2 separate regions of the Mus musculus genome follow, and region 2 is linked to region 1. Evidence: chromatin contacts called from public promoter capture Hi-C data. All regions are on one chromosome and are shown on one strand. The core of a region is the stretch at or near the end of the contact, and the rest is flanking DNA. Distances in the headings are between cores, read along the strand shown. Region 1 overlaps Irx1 (Iroquois homeobox 1). Region 2 has its middle 100 kb from the start of Mir466f-4.

Region 1 (6,519 bases), core at 2,117-4,616:
TGGAGACCGGAGTCGAAAAGCGGGTTGCGCGCTAGTGGAGAGAAGCCTCCAGAGAAGGCCTGAGACCGCGGCAGGCTCTGGAGGTCCCGGGCAAAACCGCCAGGCTCCTCCAGTGCGACAGGGCAGGCCCGCCGGGCCCCCTCAGCCAGGGCCGCTTTACTAACACTGCCCTAACCTGGCGGCCGGCCTCGCCTGAGCGCCGCAAGAGCTTTCCCTTGGGCCCAGAAGACCTTCCTTCTCCCTCTTTGGCAGAGCAGAGATAGTTGCCCTAGACTTTGCCAAAAGGAACCGGTTAAACCTAGCGGAGTCGATCAAAAACATCCCAACAAACAATAGACATCAGCAGAGCAGAGAGGTCTCTTAATGGAGTGTGTAGGGACCATAGGAATCGGGGCTAAGAAATACTAAGTTGACATAAATTCTGGCTTCCGAAACGGTGTTTGCCTTTACTTTCGTAAGTTGCCAAACTTTTCATTTGAGCCGAAAGAAAAGCACTTTTCTTCCCGTGTTACATAAGGGAGAGTTAAAGGAACAGTGTCCCAGAGCTTAAAATAAATGGTGCTCTCCGATCTCCTGTCCCAGTGGGTGTCAGATGGGGGTGTGTGTTTAAATTTAATTCTCCACAGGAGTATTGGCCTGTCTGTCCTTCCGAATGATCACTTTTCCTTGGTTTAACGGAAAGGTCGGGCTGCTTAAACTTGAGGCCGCTAGCAAATTGCGAGGCGGGCACTGGTTTTTGGAAGGCAGCCCCCTGCTGCCCTGCTATCTTCTGGATAGAGCAATTTCCAAGAACCCTGAATTATCCAGTCTCTGGCAAAACAGACCAGACCAGACTCCTTTAAAAGGTTGGCCTCCAACTGTGCAGAAGCAAAGCGGCTAGCGCGATTTTCCGAACTTTTCTTGTAGTTTAGAAAGAAAGCCTATTTCTCAGTGGTCCGGCCAGCCAGTTGCCTTTCGGATGCTTCCCAACCAGGAAGATCAACCCCCATTTTGTTCGGACAGCCAATATGCCCCGGGAGCGATGAGAGATTTACAAGGTGCCCTTTCAAAAACAATTCCCAGCAGAGACGAGGCCGAATTTCTACTTTACGATTACAACTAAAATAATCTTGAAAAACGAAATGTACATTTTACAATGGCGAGGCACAAACGAATTCGGGCCAAAGAAGCCTCTTAGGCGCGGCCTCGATCGCTAAACTAATTAGCCAAAGAAATAAGCTTTTAGTAACTTTTTTAGGGTTCCGACTTCTTTTTTTTTTTTTTTTTTTTTTTTTTTTGCTAACCTGGTAACTGTATCCTTTTAAAAATTGAAGATGGAGGGTGATTTAGTTATTATTTTCGCGAGGATTTTTTTAACTAAAAATTTGAATACAGATGTGAGCCATTTGGGAATCCTGCCTGTGTGCTTGTGGGGGAGGGGTCTGCTCCCATTGTAGTGAGGTAGGGAAGGTCCACAGGAGGTTTTTGTTGTTGTTTAATTTTGTTTTCTCTTTAAACTAAAAGGAAAATAAAATTCGTCCCCTAAGGTGTTTGTGTTACCTCCAGGTCTCCTACCGGGTTCTTGGAAAGTAAGCCTAAATCCAAACCCTCAGCTGAGGCCTAGCTTTCCAATCTTTTATGATCCAGTATTTGGAACCCAAAAGATAAAATTGTGAGTGAATGTCTGTCTGGGCAATTTATGGTAATAATGAGGCCTAACGAGGCTGTTAGAAAGATAAAATGTTATTTACCAAAAACCTGATGGGATAATTTGACTTGCTGTGTTTTACTACTGATGATAAAAAGAATATTGATTGCAAATAAATCATGGCCTCTAAATGCCTGCAAACAGTTTCTGTTTGCTCGGCTGCAGATCAAAGTCAAACTTAAGAGATAAAGTAACCAAGAAGAGGCCCAGGAAACTGAACCGGTTCCCCTGAGCTTCAGCCTGTGGCTCCAGGGCCTGACGTTAATATTTTACTGGATAAGCTCTTCTTTTGTATTTAAAAAAAAAATGTGTTTTGTCATTGTTACTGAGGATGGCCAGGATTAAATTTTAAATTACCTGTCACCGCTACAGACCTCTAAGTGTGAGTGAGCCATTATATGCAGATTAATTTGAGAGGCAAAAAGAGGGCTCTGCTTTCATTTTAAATTGGTGGTGAATTTAGACTGAAGAGTGCCCTGGATGGTTTATTTTGATTGAGTCCTTCAGGGTGAGAAGGAGGGGCCTTGAATTCTGAGTGCTTCACTTTGGAGAAACTGTTTCATCAGTCTACAGAAAAGGTTTTCCCCCTCCAGCTAGTGTAAGCTGAACTTGAAAATTTGAATTTTGGGAAGGGGTGGTGTGGGGAACCAAGGGTTCTGGGAAGACTCGGGAAGGGGGAGGGGCAGGGCTTGCGCTGAGTTCTAAAAATCCAAGGCTTCTAGAAGTTTTTCTAGAGTGAACAACAGTTTTTTAAAAATCTGTTTAGTGGAGACCCAATGCCTTCAATCCAGTTTAAGACTCCAGCTGCCTTGACTCTCCAAGTAGTGGTGTGTGTGTGTGTGTGTGAGCACGCGCGCGCGTTTTCCTTTTCTGAGCTGGTGAATCAAGTGCCCCCAGGGTCCACAGCAGCACGGGTCTTCCTTTCCTAGCTTCCTGAAACTCATCTCTCCCCATTTCTTTTCTCTCTCTACTTCTTTCTCTCTTCTCTCTTGCTCTACGGTTGCTTCAGGGCTCTCAGTATGAACTGAAGGACAACCCCGGGGTGCACCCAGCGACCTTCGCAGCCCACACAACGCCTGCTTATTATCCCTATGGTCAGTTTCAATACGGGGATCCCGGACGGCCCAAGAACGCCACGCGGGAGAGCACCAGCACGCTGAAAGCCTGGCTCAACGAACACCGCAAGAACCCGTACCCCACCAAAGGAGAGAAGATTATGCTGGCCATTATCACCAAGATGACCCTCACACAGGTCTCCACCTGGTTCGCCAATGCGCGCCGGCGCCTCAAGAAGGAGAACAAGGTGACTTGGGGGGCGCGCAGCAAGGACCAGGAAGACGGCGCCCTCTTTGGCAGCGACACCGAGGGCGACCCCGAGAAGGCCGAGGACGACGAGGAGATCGACCTGGAGAGCATTGACATCGATCAGATCGACGAGCGTGATGGCGACCAGAGCAACGAAGACGAAGAGGACAAGGCGGAGGCTCCTAGGGCGCGCGTAGCCCCTCCCGCCTCAGCTCGGGACCAGAGCTCCCCATTGTCGGCTGCTGAGACACTCAAGTCTCAAGATTCGCCCTTGGGCCTGGTTAAGGAGGTCTCAGAGCCCGGCAGCACACGCCTGCTGAGTCCTGGCGCCGCGGCGGTCGGCCTGCAGGGCGCGCCGCACAGCAAGCCCAAGATCTGGTCTCTGGCTGAGACAGCCACTAGCCCCGATGGTGCGCCTAAGGCGTCTCCACCGCCACCCTCAAGCCACGCCAGCGCACACGGGCCGCCCAGCGGCTCACCCCTGCAACACCCGGCCTTTCTACCCAGCCACGGACTGTACACCTGTCACATAGGCAAGTTTTCCAACTGGACCAACGGCGCGTTCCTAGCACAGGGCTCGCTGCTGAACATGCGATCTTTCCTGGGCGTCAGCGCGCCGCATGCAGCACCTCACGGCCCACACCTGACAGCACCACCACCTCCACAGCCGCCAGTCCAGGTTGCCACCGGGGTGCTCCATGGTGAGAAGGCCTCCGCACGCAGCAGTCCTGCACTTCCAGGTACCGAGCCAAAAGGTCGCATCTACTTATTTGGTCTGGGACATACAGAGACCTAGAGATGAGTGAGTGATAGTGGTGGTGGGTAGGGGAGGCTTAATGTAGTAGCTAGGCCTAGGTCTCACCGAGGCACTGAGCTGTATCCAAGGGCTTGTTCCACGGAGGTATAAGGGTAGACATTGGTCACAGGAAATATGAATCTGGGCATAGAAACCCTTCCAACCTGAACACCCCACTACCTAACCCTTTTCCTAATCTTGCAAATCTCTTTCCTTGCAGAGAGAGACCTAGTCACCAGACCGGATTCGCCCCCACAACAGTTAAAGTCGCCCTTCCAGCCGGTGCGCGACAAGTGAGTGCTTTTTAGCTTTTGCCCTGGGGCGGGATGGAAGTAGCGGTGAGGGTCCTAAAGTCCTAATTGGAGAGCACTACCCGCCTAGCTTGCTCCAGTTCTCTGGAGCAGGGAGACTGTTGGGAGGCGGTCTAGCTCTAGCCCGGGCTCTGCCCGAAGAGGCTGGGGCTCGGTGGCGCTGGATCTGTTTACTCATTGCTGGTGTCTTCTTGCTGTTTCTCATACAGCTCGCTGGCCCCGCAGGAGGGAACGCCTCGGATCCTCGCAGCCCTCCCGTCTGCCTGATTAAGGGGGGTCATCTTTTACTTTTGCGGGGGGAGGGGAGGGGGAGGGGTTGGGGGGGAGGAGACGAGGGAAGAATTAAGACAAATATTTGAGACTTGTGTAAAGGACAAACGTGACGGCAGCGTCAGTGATTCTCACACATCGCTCTCTGCAGAAAGGGGCTCATCCTGCCTAAGCGCTTGGGAAGGGGGGAGTAAGGCTCAGCCTGCCGCTCGGATTGATTATCCGATTCGGTAAATGCCCCCCTCCCACTTCTGTGTTTGTGTCTTCTTTGTTTCTTTTTTCCCCTTTCTGTATATAGCGTGATTTCAGATTGTAAATAGCGCGTCAGCGAACTTGTTTAAATCATATATTTTTGTCTAATAAACTAAATGAAACGATGTCCACGCGGCTACAGCTGTTTGTCCCTGTCCTCCTGCGTTTTGGGGGAGGCCATGATGTTTGCGATCTTGAAATCCTGGGCACAGTTCAGGGGCTATGGTTTCGCCAGACTCTTTTGGGAGAAGGGTCTTGGAACAGTGTTTCCACCGAGTGTCAGGCGCACAGTCCGTGATGGTAGTGGTTGAATTTGTTCGTTTTGCTCCTAGGCCAGCTTCTTGTTGGCAGTGTAAATCTTTGCCACGCTTAGACAAGCGTTTATCTGGAGCAGCCTTTTTAAGTACATAAATGCGTTCAATTTTAGACAGTTTACAAAACCGATGTTTTAAAGTGGATCAAAATGGGGGGAAATGAAGAGAATTTTCAATCACACTCCCAAAGGGGAACTTCGGGCTCGAAATCAATTACTCACTAGTTGTGTGAGCGATGCGTTTTAGAGGAGGGTCGTTTTCTAGTCAGAGCGTGGACGTAATGGAGTATGAAATATTGCTCACAGTGTGCTTAGTCAGTTGTTTAAGTGTAAAGAGGAGAAAACGGAAGGTTCTTTAAAAAATATTCTCATATAGATGAGCGACATAGGGTTTGGTTCCGAGTTCCGGGGTTCCCTGGGTTTGCGATTCAAGATTCAGAAGTGGCTTCAGAGAAAAGGTGCGCTACGGGGTGGGGAGTGAGTGGTGATTGTAGTGAAGGGGTTGCCTAGGGCGCATCTTTAAACCCGGGTAGGACGATCTGCGACTGTGCGTACATCAGCTGAAGAAGCCTGAACTAATAGTCCCTCAGTCTTGCCGGAGAAGGCTGAGGAGCACTGTAGCAACAATGAGGGAAGGCGATAGCTCGGTACCGCACCGGCCAGCAAGCAGTTTTGAAAACCACAGTGGAGAGTTAGGAGTCCCACCACTCCTTTGCGGCTTACCAGCCAGTCGCCTGCGCACTTTTCAGCAGAGCGGAAGACTCCGCCAAACCAGAGCCAGGACTTTTAGGACTATGATGGCTACCGGATTGGGATTCATGAGGACTGCGCAAGCAAATAGTAAAACTTCCTAAGACGATGTAAACTGTGGGGAAAACAAGCTAAATGGGGACAAAGTTGGGCAGTCTCTCCCCAGTTTAGGCTCCGCTCTTCCCAGCTGCCAGGAAACTTGCTCTCTCCCCGGGCTGCCCATAAGAGTCATGGTGTTGGTGTGTGGAGTGTGTGTGTGTGTGTGTGTGCGCGCGCGCCCCCCTGCACACCCAGGGGAAGACCATGTGCCTTTGACCACCGCTACTTGCTAGCATCAAGGACCAGCAGGCACCCCGTGCACTGCTGGGGCCACACTGCACTCAGGGCATGCTCCCTCTTCTCAATTCTTCCCACTCTTGTCTCAGGTTGAGTAAGGATTGGATTTCTGAACCTCCAGACTGGAGAGAGAGAGTGAGAGAGAGAGAGAGATTCGCAGATGCTGCCAAGGCAAGAAAGTGTACCACACGTGGGGTCACGAGTCAGTTCGCAAAGCAGCTAAGGAGTTGGGCAGTCCAGCTAGGTAGACTTGGGTCCCATAGACGCCCTCTGCTAAGCTGGTGGGAGCTCCGAGGTCTGAATGGACATGCTCGAAGCGCCCTCTATGGTCCGAAAGCAGAATGGGACCTTGACCCCTGCTGGTGATGTTTCTGGGGCTCCTTGAAACTCTGGGACAGTTAGGCTTTGGGACTCCCTAGGCAAAAGCATGGATTTGTAGTGACAAGGCTTAGTGCTTGTTCCTGGGATCAATCATGTGTGTGAGCATGTGTGCGGTGTG
Region 2 (6,886 bases), core at 10-2,509, 750 kb after region 1:
GATTGTGTTACAATTTTGCATGTCAAATAATAAATTTTTATGACTGACACATGACTGTCACTGTTGAAATCAGTAGTTTCCATTTTCATCATTAACTCTAGAAAGTGATGGGTGCTGTGCCTTAGGATTCACCCCTCCTGACTACAGATTTCTGACCATCTTTGGACCTACTGTTCATTCCTTGAAGTAAATTTATCTTTTTAAAAAACATATGGACATAGTGTGTTGACTGCCATTCTTTGTTAAATTACACTGAATTCCTATAATAAAGAAATAAGCAAGTGTGTGCCTGTGTATATGTTGTGTTGTCTCTGTGTGTGTGTCTGTGTGTGTGTGTCTGTGTGTGTTTTCCTGGAAATGCCTGCATGCGTGCAATGCCTCTGACATCTGAGTGAATATATTTTCAGACTCGTGGTGGTGAATGACACAGGGTGCTCTCAGGCTGGCCTCCCCTCAGCACGAAGCTTTGTGTTTGCTTCTCATCTCCTTGGGGTCTCTAGTTATGGTCATGTAATCAGAAACACTTACACTGTGTAGGTGAAGGCAGCTGAGATCCCCTGGAATAATGGAAGTGACATTAATAACATTAAATGTCATAACTCTTGACAAGCTGATGCAAATGAGTAGCTCACTGAGCAAGCAAGGCGAAGAAAATCCCTGAATATATTTTTCTTTAAAGGTTGTACAGTATTCAAAAGAAAGAAAAAAAGAAAATGAGAAGGAAGGAAGGAAGGAAGGAAGGAAGGAAGGAAGGAAGGAAGGAACAGACAACAGCCAGACAGACTTGTGCAGCCTAGATGGAAGCCAGAAATGCAGGTGCCTTAGCTTGAGTCACATTCCTCCAATGAGTGGACACTGCAGCTGTAATTATCCCACTGTGTGATAGAAAGTGTGTGGTATTTGGAGCTATGCGTAGCTTTCTTTTTTTTGTGCCTCTCCCTTTAGACTACTCTCCTTTAATCTTCCCACCCCCCCTCAACCCCCAGGCAAATGTGATTGACAGGCAGACAATGCTCACAGGCCTCTGCCCTCTCTCTTTCTCTTAGAAACACAACAGAGGTGCGTTCATCCCTAAATGAAGCAAGTCCTAGCCTCACTCCTCTGTTGACACAACAGATTGTGCAACCCTTTCAGATGTGGCTCCCAGCTCTCTCATCTCCCTGGCCTTGTCGGCAGTTGCCATCATGTAGAAAGGTACACAGTATTTGGAAAGGATTAGATGATAAAACACAACTCAATCCTTAACAAAAGAGAGGGAGAATGTGAAGGAGGCGGCTGCTGGGGAAAGTGTGACTCAGAGGAAGAGAGAAAGCAAAGTGTGGATCACCAGTGCCGCTGAAGCAAACCGAGGTAAGACTTAACAGTTGACAAATAGAAACCTCCCCAGAGGAGCTGGAGGGGGCGAAGGTAGAGGAGACTTCAGTGGATGTTTGCAACCTATCCATTTAAAAAGTCTGGATGCAGGGCTAGAGAGATGGGTCAGAGTTTAAAAATGCTGGCTGATCTTCCAGAGGTCCTGAGTTTAATTCCCAGCAACCACATGGTGGCTTACAAGCATCTGGAATAGAATCTGATGACCTCTTCTGGTGTGCATGAAAACAGCGTTCTCTCTCTCTCTCTCTCTCTCTCTCTATATATATATATATATATATATATATATATCCCCTCAACAAAAGAGAGTCAGAATACGAAGGAGGCGGCTGTTGGAGAAAGTGTGACTCAGAGGAAGAGAGAAAGCAAAAGGTGGATCACCAGTGTTTATACACACACACACTCACACATATATGTGTATGTGTATATGTGTGTATATATATGCATATATAATATATAAATTATATATACATATATTTTTATTTTTATATATATCTTGGAAAAGAAAATAAAAACTGTGGATGTAGGAGAAAAAAAAAAAAGAATGAAACCAAAGTTGCTACACTCTTCAAAGGGCTGAATTAAAAACTAAATAAATGAAAGCAGAGCTGAGCAAGCTAAGTCCAGGGACTCGAGAAGAAAATTCTACATTTCCCCCACCTCTCCCAAAACTCCCTGAGCTCTGACAGTCAGGGAGCACAGGTGCACGTGGGACACTTCAGGGGGAGTAGCTACTCTTCCTGAGAGACTCACAACCAAGAGGAGAGGAAGGCCCCTTGGAGGGCAGCCCTGTCTGGGACCCTACCTTGTAGAAATTCTACACGAGAAGCTTCTGGCTTCTGCTCACTGTACCTTCACACACAGCAACACTGAGCAGAGAGCTAAACACCAGATCAGGAAAACCTGAGGTCAGAAAATACCTGGTTAAATGTTAGAAACAAGTTTGGGTTTGTAAAGAAAGAGACTACCACTCCAGATCTAACTGAAGTTTCTGAACAAGGTAAACTTTATTCTTGGTCAAAGAAGTGTGCTCAAAAGACAAAAGCATACAGACAGAAGGCATAACTCAGGTAGTGACTGTGTCTTTCCCCATTGGCTGTGGTGTAACCTCACTGTCTTGTTCTATTGGGCAGTCTGAAAAGAATTGGCGCATGGGAAATGGAGGGGTGAGAAGTTGACCACTTCCCACAGAGAATGTGTCAGGGTTTTGTATGCATAAACATTTTCCAGCTGGGAGGGTCAAAATTTTAAAATTATATAAGTCTTATAAAATGAAGATATAAAAATATTTGTATTTTCAGTCTCAAACACGGGTTTATAGCATTCTACAGAAGAGACTCATATTTAATGCTTCTTATATTAAGTCTGTGGTAGAGAATGGGGCCTGGAAATGCCTCCTACAGAACACAAGAGTGCTAACGCTAACCAAGTCATTTTTATAATTAAGAACTTCAATATAATCCAACAATGATGCTTTGGCATGCTAGGGGCTTTAGTCAAGGATCTAGTGCTTGAAAGACAAATGGAGAATTCACTCAGCTGCTTGTTCAAGATTGCTGGTGAGGATGGGGGTTGCATGTCTTTAATGGAGAAGCCACATGAAAAGATAGGGGTCAGTGCCAACCTGAACCACCATATCTAGAAACCTATGTCTACTTACTGTTTGCGGCCTTGAGTGTGAGCTCACACATGACCTCTGAAAATAGATGAGGGGCTACGCACTCGCTGGCTACCCAGCAGCAGAAAGCACACTAGCACCCAGGTCCTATTGTCTAAATATCACTGTGTAATAAAAAGGGTCAAGCCTAAGACAAAGGGTAATGCAAAGGATAAGACCAAGAGCATAGAGTGAATTCACAAAATTGACGGCTTGGTTGTTAAGACTTGGAGATTGCTGTAGCCCAACTTGGAATAGGCTTTCAGGGACTGACATCCAAGTGATGATCTTCCTGATTAGTCCTCTGCGAGAACAAATTCATGCCCCCTGCCAGTGTTAGACCCAGAAATTAGACCTGATAGGTTATTTCTTCATTGCCAGTGAAATGAGTCAACTCAAGCCAGGTTAGATTCTATTAAAGGCAGATTTGCTGGGAAGTTGCTCTGGAGTGAGTTCACTGTCCCCAAAGATTGAGGCCAAGGGAGTCACTATAGAGAGAGATGGGGGGAGAGAGAAAAGGGGATAGATAGATAGATAGATAGATAGATAGATAGATAGATAGATAGATCCTTCCATCCCGTCCCTGGGCTGGAAATTTCAGGGTTAGGGGCATGATATGCCTGGTAAGGACTGAGGGATGCTGGGAGAACTCAGAGGTCAGGTCTCCTTTGATATGTAAAATATGTGCCCCAGTCGTTTGTCCCTGGTCCCAAACCAAACATGATCCTCAAGACACCAGTACCCAGGAGAAAGATCCCTGCCTGAGACTGCAAAGGACTGGGTATGATGTAGACTGAGAGAGAGCACAGCATGAGGGTAGCGAGTAAACAGTGTCGAGGGAGAAGACTGCCCACTGAATTTACACAGAAATTTTAGAGGAGAGATGTGCCTCTTTTTCTCACTTGACTAAGTACTCAACATGGTAGGGTGATTGTGAAAAGTACTTGAGCCTAATTCACCTTGGGATAAGCCATCTTGCCAAGCCAGATGTCTACATGGGCTAGTACCGCAGGAGAGCTGTGCAGTAAAGGGGGGCAATTAGGAGGCCAGAGATGCAAAGTGTATGCCTGTGCTCATGCAGACACACATAGTTACATTGTAAAAGATGAGGGATGCATGGACATGCAAACACACATCGTTACAATATAAAGGATGAGAGGGACCAGGCACAAGTAAGCACACATAGTTGCAATGTAAAAGAATCAGGACACAGGAGAATTCCCCACAGGGGTCTGGATGTATAAAACTCACATATCTTGTATGACCACTGAGGTTATCCCAGTGGTTCTCAGGAATATCTAAAGTAAAGGCGAGACCTGCAGTGAACATGGCTGTTCCATTCTGCTTCTCTGGGGGAGGGGTTCTTTACTCTTGTGTAATCTCTCTGAGTAACTTAAAGAGCATCAGATGTTCGCATCCTTATGCAAGAAAAACCTTCAAAGTGATGCCTTGGGGACCCTGAACTCCTCCCTCTGCTTCACAGTGTGTTTGGTGGGAGTCCCATCCATCAGTCATGATCTGTTAAAACTGAACTGGTTATGTGGTATGAGTAACACCACGTGTTAATGCCCAAAGTCATATTCTTCTTTTTTTTTTCTTTCAAAAGACATGCTCACAACAGACATATACACTCAAGACTTATACAACCTTTGCTAATGAACTGAGCAAGAGGGGTACTTACTTAACCTAGCACTGCAAGTTAATGCTTTCCCATTGTTCTTACAGAAGTGTGGCCTGATTGTGCTAGAGCAGGGGAGCACTCTGTTCAAGGGTGTGACAAAATCCAGGAGCAATGAAGTGAGTTTGTTCTCTGCTTGTCTCTCTAATTCTCCCTCAGAAACCCCAATGAGACAATTCCAATGAACAGAGGTTAAAACAGAAGTTGCAATCAAGTATATTTTGCTGCAGCAGCAAAGGAGGTTGGCCCCACTACTGAGTAAATTAAGCCAGTTCCTTTCCAGCTCAAATCTGTTGTGATAGGAGCAAGGGCTCAGCCGTGGATGCTTCAATCTTAAGCATGGTTTGTCAGACCTGGGAGCAGAGTTAAAACTTTGGAAACTAGATGACAGAGGAGTTTCTATTCACTGATCAACTGAGAAATATTTTCCATCAAGAAAGGAGAAAGAGAGAGAGAGAGGGGGGGGAGAGAGAGAGAGAGAGAGAGAGAGAGAGAGAGAGAGAGAGAGAGAGAGAGAGAAAGGAAGAGAGAGAGAGAAAGAAAGGAAGGAAGAGAGAGAGAGAAAGAAAGACTGACTCAAATCCCTGAAACAAACAACCAAACCAAACTAACCAAACAAACAAACAAACAAACAACAAAGCAGAAAATATTCCTTTCTTGCCACCCGAAAGCCTTCTTCCAAATGGTAAAGAGAAAGCTGCAAGCATAATACCCCCCAAAAAGAAAGAAAATAAAGAAAGAAAAGAAAATGGGTTTTATGCGATTGTAAGGGAGTGAATCTATGTTTGAGACAGGAGAGCTACTTCTTGGCAGTAGCTCTTGTGTGAGTGTTACCTTCTCCCTTTATGGAAAAAGAATGAGGACCTGGAGTAGATCTCAGAGTAAATAAGGTGATTCTTTCTTCAAACCCTGTGGGCCAGCATGAGGGCAGGAATCACAGAACGTTGTATCCAGGGAGTAAAGAGTTACCTAAGCAACTAGATTTTACACGATGGGAGGATTTAGAGCCAAGATAGCTAGCCTGGGGACATGGCTAGGGAGTTGTTAAAATCAGCTCAGAGGTGAGCAGAAGGATTCTAAAGGCCACATTGTCCAAAAAGAGGGCTGAAGGCAGGTGGGTTTATGCTGTGCCTGGTGGCAGCAATTACAGAATGGCAGCCTAGAGCAAGCCAGGGGCATCCGTCATAGCCACAGCCTCTCACTTCCCGAAACAAGTTGTAATGTCTGTTTATCATAGGGTTTAATTCCCCAATGGAGGGAACAAAGGCAAGTATCAAAACAGAGCAAATTTTTTTGACACTAGGAAGTGAAGCAAGGGACTAACCTCTCTCAATCCTGTCTTTGTTAAAATAAACTCTCGCCTTAGCAGCTCATTCAAGATGTCAGTCAAACGCCACACATTAGCACAAGGCAGGGCAGTGCAAGCCACTGCTGAAAGGAAATGCAGCCAAACATGAAAGGGGAAGTGCTTCCAGGTGACTTTCTTACTGGGTGGAGGCAGGAGACACATGGGCAGACTGAGGACCAGCAGGGTCGAGTTGTGCCTGGCTTCCTTTTCTGGGCTTTCATCAGCAGGTGTGTGTGTGTGTGTGTGTGTGTGTGTGTGTGTGTGTGTGTGTGTGCATATGTATGTTTATGTATGTAGGTGTATGTGTATATGTATGTGTATAGGTGAGATTGTATATGTACAGGTATGTGTGTGTATATGTGTGTATGTGTGTTTATGTGTGTATGTGTATGTGAGAGTGTGTGTATATGTGTGTGAGATTGTATATATACATTTATGTATATGTGTATTTGTGGGTGCATGTGTATACATATGTGAGTGTGTATGTGTGTATGTGCATACATGTGTGTGTGTGTGTGTGAGAGAGAGAGAGAGAGAGAGTAAGAACATACAAATGAATCCAGATGTTTCCTGAAAGAGTAAGAGCTACATCACCATGGAGACAGAAAGCTCTCCATATGTTTATATTAACAATCAAAGTTTTCCTCACTTGGAAAATGTAGCCATGTTCCCTTCTATAAACATCTACCTGTTCTTGGACCTGTGGTTATAGTGTTAATAACTAAGGACAGTATCAACTTGGATTATGGAAGATGTTTCCAACTGTCACTGTCTGCATGCAGTCTGGGTCTTAGACAACTCTGAGGATGCCATGGTCATGTAGATATAGATC

Evidence for each region. Capture Hi-C pulls out chosen DNA fragments and counts their contacts.
Region 2: a contact with region 1 is called in a promoter capture Hi-C map of adipose tissue, with 4 times the contacts expected there. The contact joins two enhancer-like sites. A contact is called at or near these places in 1 of 39 promoter capture datasets (cranial neural crest), 2 of 115 datasets of contacts at active chromatin or transcription factors (embryonic forebrain and embryonic midbrain) and 2 of 9 other capture datasets (adipose tissue and liver).

Annotation. Positions count from the first base shown.
Region 1 is chr13:71,956,463-71,962,981 of GRCm38.p6, reverse strand. It overlaps Irx1 (Iroquois homeobox 1), which reads left to right. Exons shown (of 4, transcript NM_010573.2): 2 at 2,697-3,732; 3 at 4,009-4,081; 4 at 4,309-4,750. The coding sequence ends at 4,366. Among named protein-coding and RNA genes, the nearest start is that of Irx1, 4.0 kb to the left of the region's middle. Within about 2 kb of position 3,366, at least 28 of the 459 cell types and tissues checked have an H3K27ac peak or open chromatin away from gene starts, as enhancers often do.
Region 2 is chr13:71,205,179-71,212,064 of GRCm38.p6, reverse strand. No RefSeq gene overlaps it. Among named protein-coding and RNA genes, the nearest start is that of Mir466f-4, 100 kb to the right of the region's middle. Within about 2 kb of position 1,259, at least 11 of the 459 cell types and tissues checked have an H3K27ac peak or open chromatin away from gene starts, as enhancers often do.